Linked DNA regions of Mus musculus: region 1 is linked to region 2. The links are chromatin contacts, called in public Micro-C maps. All regions are on one chromosome and are shown on one strand. The core of a region is the stretch at or near the end of the contact, and the rest is flanking DNA. Distances in the headings are between cores, read along the strand shown. Region 1 overlaps Adarb2 (adenosine deaminase, RNA-specific, B2). Region 2 overlaps Adarb2 (adenosine deaminase, RNA-specific, B2).

What was found. A called contact is a pair of places that touch in the nucleus more often than the background predicts.
Region 1: a Micro-C map of the G1E-ER4 cell line shows a contact between it and region 2, with 2.0 times the contacts expected there. The contact joins two enhancer-like sites. A contact is called at or near these places in 5 of 484 Hi-C or Micro-C datasets (the G1E-ER4 cell line, the HPC-7 cell line, liver and 1 more) and 1 of 9 other capture datasets (pancreatic islet).

What each region holds. Positions count from the first base shown.
Region 1 is chr13:8,756,750-8,763,262 of GRCm38.p6, reverse strand. Adarb2 (adenosine deaminase, RNA-specific, B2) reads right to left here. Exons shown (of 10, transcript NM_052977.5): 10 at 2,821-6,037. The coding sequence ends at 5,861. Among named protein-coding and RNA genes, the nearest start is that of Wdr37, 110 kb to the left of the region's middle. Within about 2 kb of position 2,097, at least 3 of the 459 cell types and tissues checked have an H3K27ac peak or open chromatin away from gene starts, as enhancers often do. A contact at or near this core is called in the G1E-ER4 cell line, where this site is marked.
Region 2 is chr13:8,629,586-8,636,138 of GRCm38.p6, reverse strand. All of the region lies in intron 3 of Adarb2 (adenosine deaminase, RNA-specific, B2), which reads right to left. Among named protein-coding and RNA genes, the nearest start is that of Wdr37, 240 kb to the left of the region's middle. Within about 2 kb of position 3,693, at least 11 of the 459 cell types and tissues checked have an H3K27ac peak or open chromatin away from gene starts, as enhancers often do. A contact at or near this core is called in the G1E-ER4 cell line, where this site is marked.

The sequences.
Region 1 (6,513 bases), core at 848-3,347, 130 kb before region 2:
GGTTTACCTAGAGGGCTAGAAGAGTAGATTTTTCTATATTAATAAAGATTGGTTTTTATTTTGATAGACAGGCTTAGCCCCTTAGCTGACCTCTGGCTTTTCACCCTTGCTGTTACTGCAAGGTGTCCTTAGCTCAATAGGCTGTGGAAAAAACAGGGATGAGGAGGAACGACTTCCAGCTCCTATTTTACCCACAAATCGTGGTGTTATTAACGACATAATTCTTGCTTAGGCTTTGCTAATTCTGAGGTTGATAATTCTCCTTTAGGAGCTGCACAGCACTCAGAACTGTGCATACTGGTTTGTGATTGTACAAATTCAGTATGGGCACCGCTTGGTGCAGAGATACTTACTGCAAGGGAAGGTCCGGCTTGACCATTTCTGAGTTTCCTGTGAGATAAACCCGGTTTGAAAGAGGTTGGTACCAAATTTTGGTTAAAAATAAAAAATATTCTCCGGCTCTACCTCGCCTCCCCAAAAGGTACCAAGAGCCACATGTGTGGGTTTTACCCACGGGAGGAATCGGGTCCATGTCCACCCAAGCCAAGGTTAAAAGCCCACTCATCTACGGATGAGAAAATCATTTGATCACCTCAGTTAAGCGTTGCCTTATTTAACTTAATTAATAGGGGGGAGAGAGATTGGAGACGTACTATTGAAAGGGCAAGCCCTTCACTGCCTCCCACCCAAATAAAAAGGCCAATTGGCCTTGTACTACAAGAGCCGGTCACTCCTTCTCCCTGTTTCCCACCTATCTTCCAAAAATGCTAAGGAATTCAACTTAGTGTTATTTTCACATCGTTCAGTCAAACTTAGCCAGAGTTCCAAACGCCCTACTTAAAATTCAACTAGAAAGTTACCTACCAAGTACTAATTAGCATTATAAAGTCAGAGTCTGCAGCTCCAGGCCTTTCAGTTGTTTACTAGAAAGGACAGTCTTAAGCCAGATACAGTTTACCATAAGAAAAGTTAAAGATTCCCAGTGAAGCAAGTTTTTTCTTTAGCCCTAGATTCCAGGCAGAACTATTGAGCATAGATAATTTTCCCCCCTCAGGCCAGCTTTTTCTTTTTTTTTTTATTTTGTTAATAACAGGGAGGAGATGTAGTCTCCCCTCCCCTAGCCTGAAACCTGCTTGCTCGGGGTGGAGCTTCCTGCTCATTCGTTCTGCCACGCCCACTGCTGGAACCTGAGGAGCCACACACGTGCACCTTTCTACTGGACCAGAGATTATTCGGCGGGAATCGGGTCCCCTCCCCCTTCCTTCATAACTGGTGTCGCAACAATAAAATTTGAGCCTTGATCAGAGTAACTGTCTTGGCTACATTTCTTCTTTTGCCCCGTCTAGATTCCTCTCTTACAGCTCGAGCGGCCTTCTCAGTCGAACCGTTCACGTTGCGAGCTGCTGGCGGCCGCAACACTTTTCTAAATTTCCTTTGGTTGATATTAGAAAGTGATAGCTATTATCTTTTGGGCCAATTAGGTCATTTTATTAGAATGGCTTCATAAAAGTGATCATAGAAGTTTTCCTAAATAAAAAAATGTCTACTATATTTAAATTTCAATTGTCTTTTTAAATTTTTTTAAACAAGATACTATAGACTCATCTTGAAATTTATAATCTAAAAATAGTATTTCATCAAAATACTGTTAACTATTCTATTCTGGGCATTGGTATGCTATGTATTTACTATTTATGGCTCATCAAATATGGTAAACACTATACAAAAAGCCTTTAAATTTATTGATAAGAACTGTCCTGTGTGATGAAAATTATGTGGAAAAAATATGAGCTATGGATCTTTTGGAAAAGCAACTTAGCGTGACATCTATGAGAGACAACAAGACATTACAAAATCAATAATTGTGCGATAGATATATACAGGTTCCAAGAGAAGCACAGAAGTCAAAAGGAAACGGCTGTTAGAGACTTGCAAATCTCCTTGGCAAAACCCCCAACCCAAAGAAATCCTGAACTCAATAACTCGATATTATACATTGTTGTGAAATCTTTTGCTGCAGGTGAATGAGCGTGCTTACATGTCCTCGTGGCCTTTACCGTGGGGCTGGATCCTGTGGGAGGCTTCACAAATGATCAGACGCTGGCGTTCTGACTGAGAGCCAGGCAGGAAACCCTAACGTGCTTATCTCCCCAATAGGAAAGCAACATGTGTTTTGGCGACAGATAAAGATAATGCTGACTTCTATTTGGACTTTAGGAGTGAGGCTCAATGGATGTAGATAGAAGACAGAGGATTTGAAAACAAAGACTGTAAAGATCAAAGAGATTCTTGGGGAGGGGACTTTTTGGGGATAAATCAGATAGATAAGAAACAGCCAAGCTGGCTAAGATGCCTGAATGTCCTCTTTAGATTCTAACAAGATTCTTTTGGACTCATTTGACTGTATTTGTTTTCAGGGTGACTAATAGAGAAATGCCACCTACTTATGCTTCACTCCTGTAGAAACTTCAGATGGGGTGTCTCTGAGCACTTTCAAGACTAAATCAGTAGTTAAAATGCAGGGCAGCCTAAAACAGTATTGGGATGCTTTTGTGGATACGAAGTGAGAAAAGTCCATAAGCTTTTGCCACTTACCCTTTCAGGGATTCACCCACATTAGATGTTATGTCCCATGTATTATTCCTTGTACACCAGATGCTATGCCAGATTTGGTGGCTGGCTACTTCTGGAGTGGGTTGGGTTTCTGCAGGTCAGGGGCAGCACATATATGACCCAACATGGTATAGATGTGGAATCCTGATGTTGCTACCTTTCTGCTTCAGATAATCAATGTACCCTGGCCTTTCATTCTTCCTTCTTAGTACCTCTTTGTGTTTTCCTGCTTCTTGGAAGATTGTCTTTTCCTGACCTCTGCTTCTAAGCACGTGGCAGGGTTCACTTAGATAATTTTAGTAAGTCTCTTTTCATTGAAGAGATTCAGGGACCCTCTGCCTCCTTCCTCCCATCTCCTTTATTTTACATTCACCCTGACAGGTATCTTGCAAGACAGTCAACTATTGAAAAAAAGCATTTCCCATGATGTCTCTTTGGACAAGCTGTAGTTTCTTAAAATTGTCTTGTAGCATTAAAGAATTCTTTTACCTCTACAAACAAATGTGGATCCCCTAGCTCTCCTATATAGGAATCTTTTGTTTATTTAACAAGTGATTCTCAGGGCTGGAGAGTTAACTCAGTGGTTAAAAGCATCTTCCAGAGAACCCATTTGGCTTCCTGGCACCCACACAGGGTATCTCACAACTGCGTAAGACTCTCACTTCAGCAGCTCTGACACCCTCTTCAGCCTCCTGCAGGCACCTGCACACACATGAACATACCCATACACAATCACACACATATACATGTGATTAGAATAAACAAGCAAATCTCTATGCTAGTGCTCAGGGGTGGAATGAATCCTTCTTTCAGAAGGAGAAAATTATCTTTAGTTTTTAAAAATTGTCTTGTAGCATTAAAGAATTCTTTTACCTCTATAAACAAATTTGATCCCCTAGTCTCTTAGGAAAGTTTGGGTTGTTTCTGGAGAAACAGTACTGTAGACACCATGAGTCATAAATCTATCCCTGGAACTTATGTCCATGATGGTGCTGGGTAGCCACTGCTTTCTCTGACTCTTGCATAGGCCAAAGTGATGGTATTCTCTGAGAATATCTGAAAGGTACCCCACTCTGCCTCCTTCCATCTTGTTTAAGACCCTGAAGTTAATGCCAATTATTTTTATAACCAATAACTCTGTTTGGAGCTCACTGCTCTGATGTGCTGTGTGCTCTCCATTCAATAGCTCAGAATACAAATGATTTGAGGGCAGGTCCTAGAGTTCAGCTAGGAAGTAACTGTGCCTAACCGTTGAAGGATTACAGCTAAGCCATATTCAGCTCTCAAGGTTTCTTGTGTTTCTAAGCCTCCCCCTAGTGATATATCAAGTTATCAGAGATCACTGTAAGTTGGCATTTTGATCTTAGCCTTTACCTTGAGTTAAGATTACATTTTCCTCAATATTTATGATATGAATCACTCATTTGCAGAAACATTTGCATGTCTTTGAAAGTTTATCTTGAACACATTCCTACAATGGTGTTCATATTCTTTTCTCAAAGGACTTTAGTGATGTGATCTCATATTAAATCCAAGGAATTAATATCTCCACTTTTCTTTTTATTGAATAGCTACAATTGAATGTATTTCATGTTTACCAAATTCTTGTGACATCTGCAATATAAGATAGAATAAAAGCATCATGATGTAATGGTTGAATTTTATTGGGGGATGATGCACTAGAATTCTAATCAAGACTCCCATATTCTAAACATGGTTCCTCCTATTCTTTAAAAACAAAACAAAATGAAACAGAAATCCGTAATGCATCTCAGATGGGATTAAAAAGGATTTATTTATTTTAACTTTATGTCTATGATAATTTGCCCACATTTATGTAGGTGCACTGCATGGATGTGTGGAGCTGCTGGGGCTGGAGTTATGGATGGCTGTAAGCTGCCGTGTGGAAGCTGGGAACTCAACCAGAGTCCTCTATAGAAGCAGCAAAGCTCCTAACTGCTGAGCCATCTCTCCAGCCCGTCACATGGGGTTCAATAGAAAAGATTAGACGCATGTTAACTAGCTTGATGAATGTTAGAAATGAGCTCCAAGTGTTTAAAGACAATTAATTCAAGAAACATTGGTTGGCAACATGCCTCCTCTTGCCTGTATTTTGTTTTCCTCTTAGAGATGATGATGTAGGCTAAATATTAAAGAAATATATGTCTACCGATGAACTCTAATGTCCGTTCTAAAAGTGGCATGATTCTGTCCCTTTAATTTTGTCAGCTATGGCAAGTCATCATTATCTTTGTGGTTATTATTATTTTATTCATGCGACATGATGATCAAGGGACCTAAAATGACAGAGAGCATGCAGCTCCTCAAACCGAAAGATTGCACTGAGGTGTGTGTGTGTGTGTGTGTGTGTGTGTGTGTGATTTCTTTCTAATAAAAAATTGCTTAAAATTTAGAATTTGATCTAAAACTCAGTTTCATTACTCATACCTAGTAGAGAGATTATTGGGTAGTGGTTAATCACCCTACAGTTGTCACTTCTGTGGCTATCATTATCTATAAAAGCAATGGAGAGGTTGTCATCAAGTGGAAAGGCTTGGGTTTGTTTGCAACATACTATCATTGGGCAGTTTAATAACAGTTTTCTTAGCTCATCAATTATGACTCTTTCCTGTCTTAGGTAACTATCCCTTTGTGTCATAAGTATAGCTTTCACTTTGGCTGCTCTTTGACAGTGTCTGTCTCAAGTTCTTCTTGAAAGAAGTTGGAAAGGTCTGAATGAATAATGAGAACAATACAGCATTCCTGTTGGGTTCTTTGGAGTTGGGGAGCCCCTGGCTTTCCTGTTCACCTGTGGCTTATCTTGAAATGTCATATAAACTTGTGCTGGTGAGACTTGATCACACCACTAGAGAGGCCCTTGGAAGAGAAGGGAGGGGAGGTCCAAAGGAAGATGCATGAAGCTACGCTTTAGTACTACCTTTCAGTCCTGCCTCTGGACTCCCTTGCCTGAACAGAGAATTTCCTTTTGATACCCAGTAAGGGATGGGGCTGACACAACAAAGCTTCTCTCTCTAGCTATGGTGGATGGGGTTCTTGGAACTAACAGCCCAGGGAGAAGCAGCCCGACCCAAACTCAAACCTAGTCTCTCATCCACACATGGAGCCACATGTTCCTGAACAGTGAAGGAGAACAAAGGTCAAGAACTGATGGACACACCACACCATCATACGGCTTCATCCTCTCCAGGCATCTCCCTCTGGTCCAATAGCGAAGGAGCCTAGTGACTTAGAGACTTAGTAGAAACTGATCTTGCTCCGGTGGTTTTCTCACCCAGGTGCCAAGACCGGCTTTCTGAAAGGCCTTGAAGAGCTGCTGTTTAACAGACTGGTAGGTGTGAGCCCCCTGCTTGGCCTCACAGTACATGGATGGTGTGTCTCCATGGCTGGGGATCCGTGTGCTTAGCTGTGGGAAGAAGAGAGTGTGTTCAGCCAGTCGTGTTAACATGAGGCGTTTCACAAGCAAACTACTAGCTTGATCTCAACCTTTTGCTTCTCTTTCTCTCTTAACACTACAATGGCAGGACCTTAGGAGATGGCTTATTTGGTAAAATGCCTGGCTCACAAGCATGAGGACCTCAGCCCAGATCCCTAGCAACCACTTAAAAAGCTGGATGAGGTAGTGCACGCCTATAGTTACAGCACTGAGATGGTGGAGACAGGCAAGTGCCCGAGACTAGCTGTCTAGCTACTCAGCCCCTTGGTGAGTTTCAAGTTCAGTGAGAGACCCTATATCAGATCCAGCATTGGCTTCTGGCCTCCAACTCATGTGTATATGCATTCTCCCTCCTGAACGTATGAACTCACACATACACATACATGTGAGAAACCAAACCAAACCAAATTGGAGTGCATTTATCTGAGTTCTCGTGGAATTTTTTT
Region 2 (6,553 bases), core at 2,444-4,943:
GCCTGCCTGTATATGTTACTTGACCTTTTTTCCTTACTGCTTTTAATATTCTATCTTTATTTAGTGCATTTGTTGTTCTGATTATTATGTGTCGGGGGGAATTTCTTTTCTGGTCCAGTCTATTTGGTGTTCTGTAGGCTTTTTGTATGTTCATGGGCATCTCTTTCTTTAGGTATGGGAAGTTTTCTTCTATAATTTTGTTGAAGATATTTGCCTGCCCTTTAAGTTGAAAATTTTCATTCTCATCTACTTCTATTATCCGTAGGTTTGGTCTTCTCATTGTGTACTGGATTTCCTGGATGTTTTGATTTAGGATCTTTCTGCATTTTTCATTTTCTTTGATTGATTAGTCCATGTTCTCTATGGAATCTTCTGTACCTGAGATTCTCTCTCCCATCTCTTGTATTCTGTTGCTGATGCTCACATCTATGGTCCTAGATTTCTTTCCTAGGGTTTATTTCTCCAGTGTTGCCTCACTTTGGGTTTTCTTTATTGTGTCTACTTCCCTTTTTAGGTCTAATATTATTTTGTTCATTTCCATCACCTGTTTGGGTGTTTTCCTGTTTTTCTTTAAGGACTTGTAACTCTTTAGCAGTGTTCTCCTGTATTTCTTTAAGTGAGTTATTAAAGTCCTTCTTGATGTATTCTACCATCATCCTGAGATATGCCTTTAAATCCAGGTCTAGGTTTTTGGGTGTGTTTGGATGCCCAGGACTGGCTGAGGTGGGAGTGCTGGGTTCTGATGATGGTGAGTGGTCTTGGTTTCTGTTAGTAAGATTCTTATATCTGCCTTTCGCCATCTGGCCATCTCTGCAGTCAGTTGTTATAGTTGTCTCTGGTTAGAGCTTGTTCCTCTCGTGATTCTGTTATTCTCTACCAGCAGACCTGGGAGACTAGCTCTCTCCTGAGTTTCAGTGGTCAGACCACTCTCTGCAGGCAGGCTCTCCTCTTTCAGGGAAGGTGCACAGATATCTGGCGTTCACACTTGCCTCCTGGCAGAAGATGAAGGCTCTAAACAGGACCTGTCCCAGAAGTTGTTAGCTTCTGTAGTCCACACTCGCACCTGTGCAGACTTGTCTCAGCGGGATCCAGGGACCGAGATGGCTCCCTCAGGTACTCCAGCAAAGCCCTCCCGAGTAGGGTGGACGCCTCTCCTCTGGCAGGGAAGGTGCCCGGATGTCTGGAGCCTGAAAAGATGTCTGCCTCAGAAGCTCTGTGGCTTCTGCCTGTCCCAGAAGCTGTTAGCTTCTGTAGTCCACAATCTCACCTGTGCAGACTAGTCTTGGTGGAGTCTGGGAATCAAGATGTCTTCAGCAGTTGCTCCGGCAACTCCCTCCCGAGCCGGGCAGACACCTCTCTTCTCATTGAGTGACATTTAAACTTTGTTTAGAATGCATATGAAATGGGACTGGCTTCCTCACGTATATTCTGGTGGAGTATGAGCTAAGTTCCCTGGAGTCTTCTATGGTGCATAGGCTTTTATCAGATTGGTGTCTAGATTTGGGAAGCCCAAGGTTGAGCTGCTGGGATGAGCAAGGACTAAGGGCTGGTGACACAGAATCTTGTTTCCTATAGAGGTGTGTCCAATTTGACCCCTGTACTAAGGCGACTGTTGCATCAGAACTTTCACAAGTCTCATTGTTGCCATCAACCCAATTCTGCTGCACCTACAGGACTTAGGCATCACATGGTACTACATGGGCTCTCCTATTACACATGCATGATGTGGTTTCCAGGGGAGGTGTTTTCCTTGCATCTATCTCTAGACACACATCTGATAAAAGCCTGTGCTCCATAGACCACTCTAGGGGCTTTGCTCATATTCTACCAGAACATACCTGAAGAAGCCAGCCTCATTTCATTTGTGTCCTAAACCAATTTAAAATATTATATTCAAGAGTTTAAAATGCCACTCAGCTAAGATAGAGTGTATACGTAGTTTTCCCCCAAATTTCCCAACTGCCCTTGAGGTTCCGTCTCAAGAGCACTCAGAGAGGAGTGCAGCCGCTGTAGTGCCTGTCTACTTAACAGCATGCTGAGTTGCTCATGTTTCAGCTTGTCTAGAAATGGGGAGGAGACCTTAATGGCTGTCTTGGTGACCTTTGACACTTGTTTTTATGGTAATCAATGCATCAGAGCTTTCACAAGTCTCATTGTTGTCATCTGCCAGGCATGGCTTTGTCTCACATAGGACTCACTTAGTGTAAATTGCTATGTGTGACAGAGTCTTCAGGAATAACCAACTTGCACCAAAGACACTTGTACCCCAGAATAGAACTGCTCTTAAATTACTCATTAAGAACATTCTCTCTGCAGTGAAAGAGTCCCTTTGTTTCCTACAAGGCATGGCCTTTTGTTTTGCTGACTCTGCCATATGCATTAGGATTGTCCTGTGGACTCAGAAAGAAGAGTAAAGGACCCTTGTTTCTGTTGAGGGTGCTGAGCCTTCAGGACTTCTCAGCCACAGGCTGGCTTTGTGCCATCCTGGGAAACTGCCAAAAGGTATATACAGGAAGAGCTGCAAACACAGGGCCCCGGTGTCTGCAGAGGGACAACTCATGCTCAGGGGATGCCTCATGAAGTTGATGAAGGTACTCTGGCCAGCTTGAGTGTGGTGAACACAGCTCTGGCTTGCCTTTGCCGTTCTCCCACATTCCCTCTGCCTTGCTGAAAAATGGTTAGATAACATTCCTAAAGCTAGCCACCAAGGTCTGTTTCCTTATTCAACCACTACATCCTCTTGAGGCTCACTACCAAGGTCCAGCTATCGAAGTATTGAAAGTCCAGCAGTCAAAACCCCCTTTGTCTCACCTAATTAACATGCCCAAATAAAATTAAACACCTCACCCTAACATAGGGTTTTCCCCTTTACCTTTATAAACTGCCATTTTCCTGTCAGACAAATCTGTTTCCTCTCTATCCAGAGGCACTCACTTGTCCCACTTCTGGTCAAATAACCCTCTCCCCCTCTTGCTCCAGCCTCCTTCTCTCTCCTTCTCTATCTCTTGTCTTTGTCTTCTACTCTCTGCCCTCTGTATCTCTGGGGCAAATAAATCTCCTTTGTGCTGAGTGAAAACTTTGTCTTGGGGTGTCCTGAGTCAATACTGATCCTTTACTGTTGAACTCTCAGGGTCTTGCATCATGTGTATGCCTGGCTGAATGAGGAGGGAGGGTGATGAATATTTGCTCTATGCTGCTCTCTGGGCCCCTTTCTGTCTTTTCCTACTACCAGGGCACCAGGATATGGATATAGGCTGGTAAAAGATGCTGTTTTCCTGTGAACACTACAGCCTTCCATACTCTGGAGGAGTAGGAGAGCATAAGGACCCCTCACATCTTATCTTGGCAAGCAGCTTTTTCTTTACAAGTGTGAACAGAGCATCAACCAAGAGAGCACTTCAGGGGTGGGAACTGTCTCTGCATTCATGAAGTTTTCCAGGTTTGCCTTCTTTTCTGCTCATCTCTGGACTAAAGTAAACTGTGTCCTAACTGGAAGACCAAGGAGTGCCTAAGACTAGATTGTAGCTTAGGGGAAATTGGTCCAAATATTCCAACCACAAGTGAATGAATTTCATACAGGCTCAACTGTCAGCAAAGGAGGAGTCACTGACCCAGCTGTGAGACCCTCAAGCTGCCACTGAATAGCCTCACAAAGGGGCTGAAAACCAGGATGGGTTACTATGGAAACTGAGTAAGTTCTTGGGACCCATCTTCTTACAGAAACACAAGTCTGCAATGGGAAGCGAATCACAAGATGTCTAGGTTGTGTCAGCTAGTTTTTCTTCTGTTTCTAGCCCATTTCTTCCTTTCACCACCCGCCACCACTAGGGCATCCTTTCCATGACCCTTCTTATCTCTTCCTAGCAGGCCACACTGTGGCTACTTGACATTTGAGACCCAGCGACTTCACCTACTCAGCCTCCCTTAGGCCTTGCACCTTTCCCTGCAGCACAAGAGTAAGGTCACGAACTCTGTCTTGTCACTGTCCCAGCATGTTTTTTCTTCCAGCCTGCAGTGCAGCTCTTTGCTCTCTGTTCTTAGAAATTCATCATTAAGCCCCGTGGGCATTTTTGTGTGTGTATGTGTAGAAATTTCCTCAAAATTGAAACAACCACCTCAGAAAGGAGAGGGGGAGACTCAAGAAATGCAAGAATTGAATACAACTCACAAGTCTCAAGAAATTCTTGGAATTAACAGGGTTCACAAGGTCCCTTTCCAAGGCTAATGGAGACTGAGCGGCCCTTATACCTAGCTGCAATTCTCCAATCTAGCAGTTGCCTGTAAGTCACCCAGAAAGCACCAGGGGTGCACTTTTCATGAGCACTTATCAGTCTAGAGTGGGATAATCTGTGATGCAACTGCTTTTGAGTCATGCATGCTCTTGTAAGTAACACCAATAAACTTGGTTTGACAAAGTGGACTTTGATGGTATTGTTTGTTTGGTCTATAGTTGTTTCTGGTCCCTATGGGGGATAAAAAGATGTCTATCTTCATTTCTTCAGGAAAAGGCTCACATACAGCACTGTATTTCAGACAGTACAATGGTACTTCCAAAACCCAAAGCATATGTCAATGCAGACATATCTAGCTTTCATGTGAATACTAATGGTCTGTCTCCTGTTTTATAATTTATACAGAAGACAATCCCAAGTAAACTAAATACACTTTTAGGAGAAGGGTGCTTCGTTTTTCACTCCTACAGTCATAGAACAGATTAGGAGATATAAAAAAATTCTGAAGTCAATGTTCAGGACAAAATGAGAGGAACTGCTTTTGCAGGATCAGTAATAGTAATTGTAACTTTACTGTGATCCTATCTACCCTCTTTGTTCAGATAGGTGTGGTTAGGTAAACACCTTCTCATTAGAACATGTAACATTGTAACACGCTGAGATACAGTGAGGGCCTTCTCATTAGAACATGTAACACTGTAACATGCTGAGACACAGTGAGGGCCTTCTCATTAGAACATGTAACACTGTAACACGAAGAGCCACAGCGAAGGTTAATATTGTCAATCAGATAGGATTTAGACTCACCTAAGAAGACATGGTAGACAGGTCTGTGAGGGATTTTTCTAGGCTGGGTAAATTAAGATGGGAAAACTAAGTCTATATGTGGGAGCTCCATTCCACGGGCTGGTGTCTGGAAACCCAATCAAAAGCAAAAAGTGAGCTGAGCACCAGAATTCATTTCTCTCTGCCTATTTAAAAAATATTTTATTTTTAATTGTGTGTGTGTCTATTTGTGAGTACATGTACATGTGCAAGCCAGAACCCTCAGATCCCGCTGGAGCTGAGGTACAGGGAGTCATGAGCTGTCTGATGTTGCTGTTGGGAATTGGCCTCTGGTGCTTCTCACCTTGAGCCATCTTTCTAGCTTACCTCTTTGCTTCTTGATTGCAGATGCAATGTGAACAGCCTTTTTATTCATATCAGTTTGTAGCAGGAATAAAAAACATCTGGTATGTCTCTACCACAGTGAAATCCCCTTGGATCCTGTGTTTATCTCACAGTTCAAAGAGCAGTCAATAGTGGTAGCTGATGACATTGTGTTTCTCAGGAGATAGATGTTAATCTGAGTATCCTCACTTTCCAGAATTTTCTGTGACTCACTTGCACCATAGTGAGGATTGGAGAGGTTGAGGTGCAAGCAACTAGGTGCAGCCTGAGCAACAAACAAGGCTCTAATTTAGGGAATGCTAACAACCAAGCTTCAGCCTACTGAAGGGAGCTAAGACTGCTAAGACCGTCACAATACTAAGACACATACCTGAAAAGTGGAATCAATTAGAAAGAGAGGAGAATAAGGAGGGGGCAGGGGAGGAAAGAGGTTGTATGGCGGAGGGAAAGGGGGAGATACCTCATAGCAATGGAGCATTTTCCTGTCCACATGGCCTGCTTTACCTACCCTTTCCTTTCTTGTGTGTGTTATCAAAACTGTTAATAGGCTTTAGGAAGCAAATCTCAGCCTTTTTTTGTTTGCGTCTCCATTTTTCTTCTTCTTTTTCTTTTTTGCATTTTAAGGGCTGTCCCTGGAAAGGCTCAGAAATGCCAGATATCAGATTATACCAGAAGACGGCTGTCCAGTTTCTGATAAAACCAAAACTAATTTATTTTTTCTGTTGTTTATACTCGGTTACCTTTGACAACACTTCTCTGGAGATGTCCTTTTGTCTGTCTTCTTTTTTTTTCTCCCTCTTTTGCTTTATTTTGCAATTGACAAGGGAAAAAAAAATCTAACACCAACCTTGGAAGATGGTAATGCATTCAAGACGTCTTTCCCCTGTCAGATGGGATAAAAATCTTGCCTAAAACCATGTCCAACCTTTTCAGCAGAAGTCCAGATGGCTTTGCAGTCTGGAGAACAGACTTCATTCACTGGTTCCTCTCACGGTGTCAGCGGGGCAATGTCTTTCTCATAGCATACATGCAAAAGAAAAGATAGCATCTTCGATTTAGGGAGCTTGTGGGGATACAGAATGGTGGATGTGCGTGTTATCCAGGGAAAGAGTGTCAACAAAGGAAAACTCAGAGCTGGGGAGAAAGCCTCC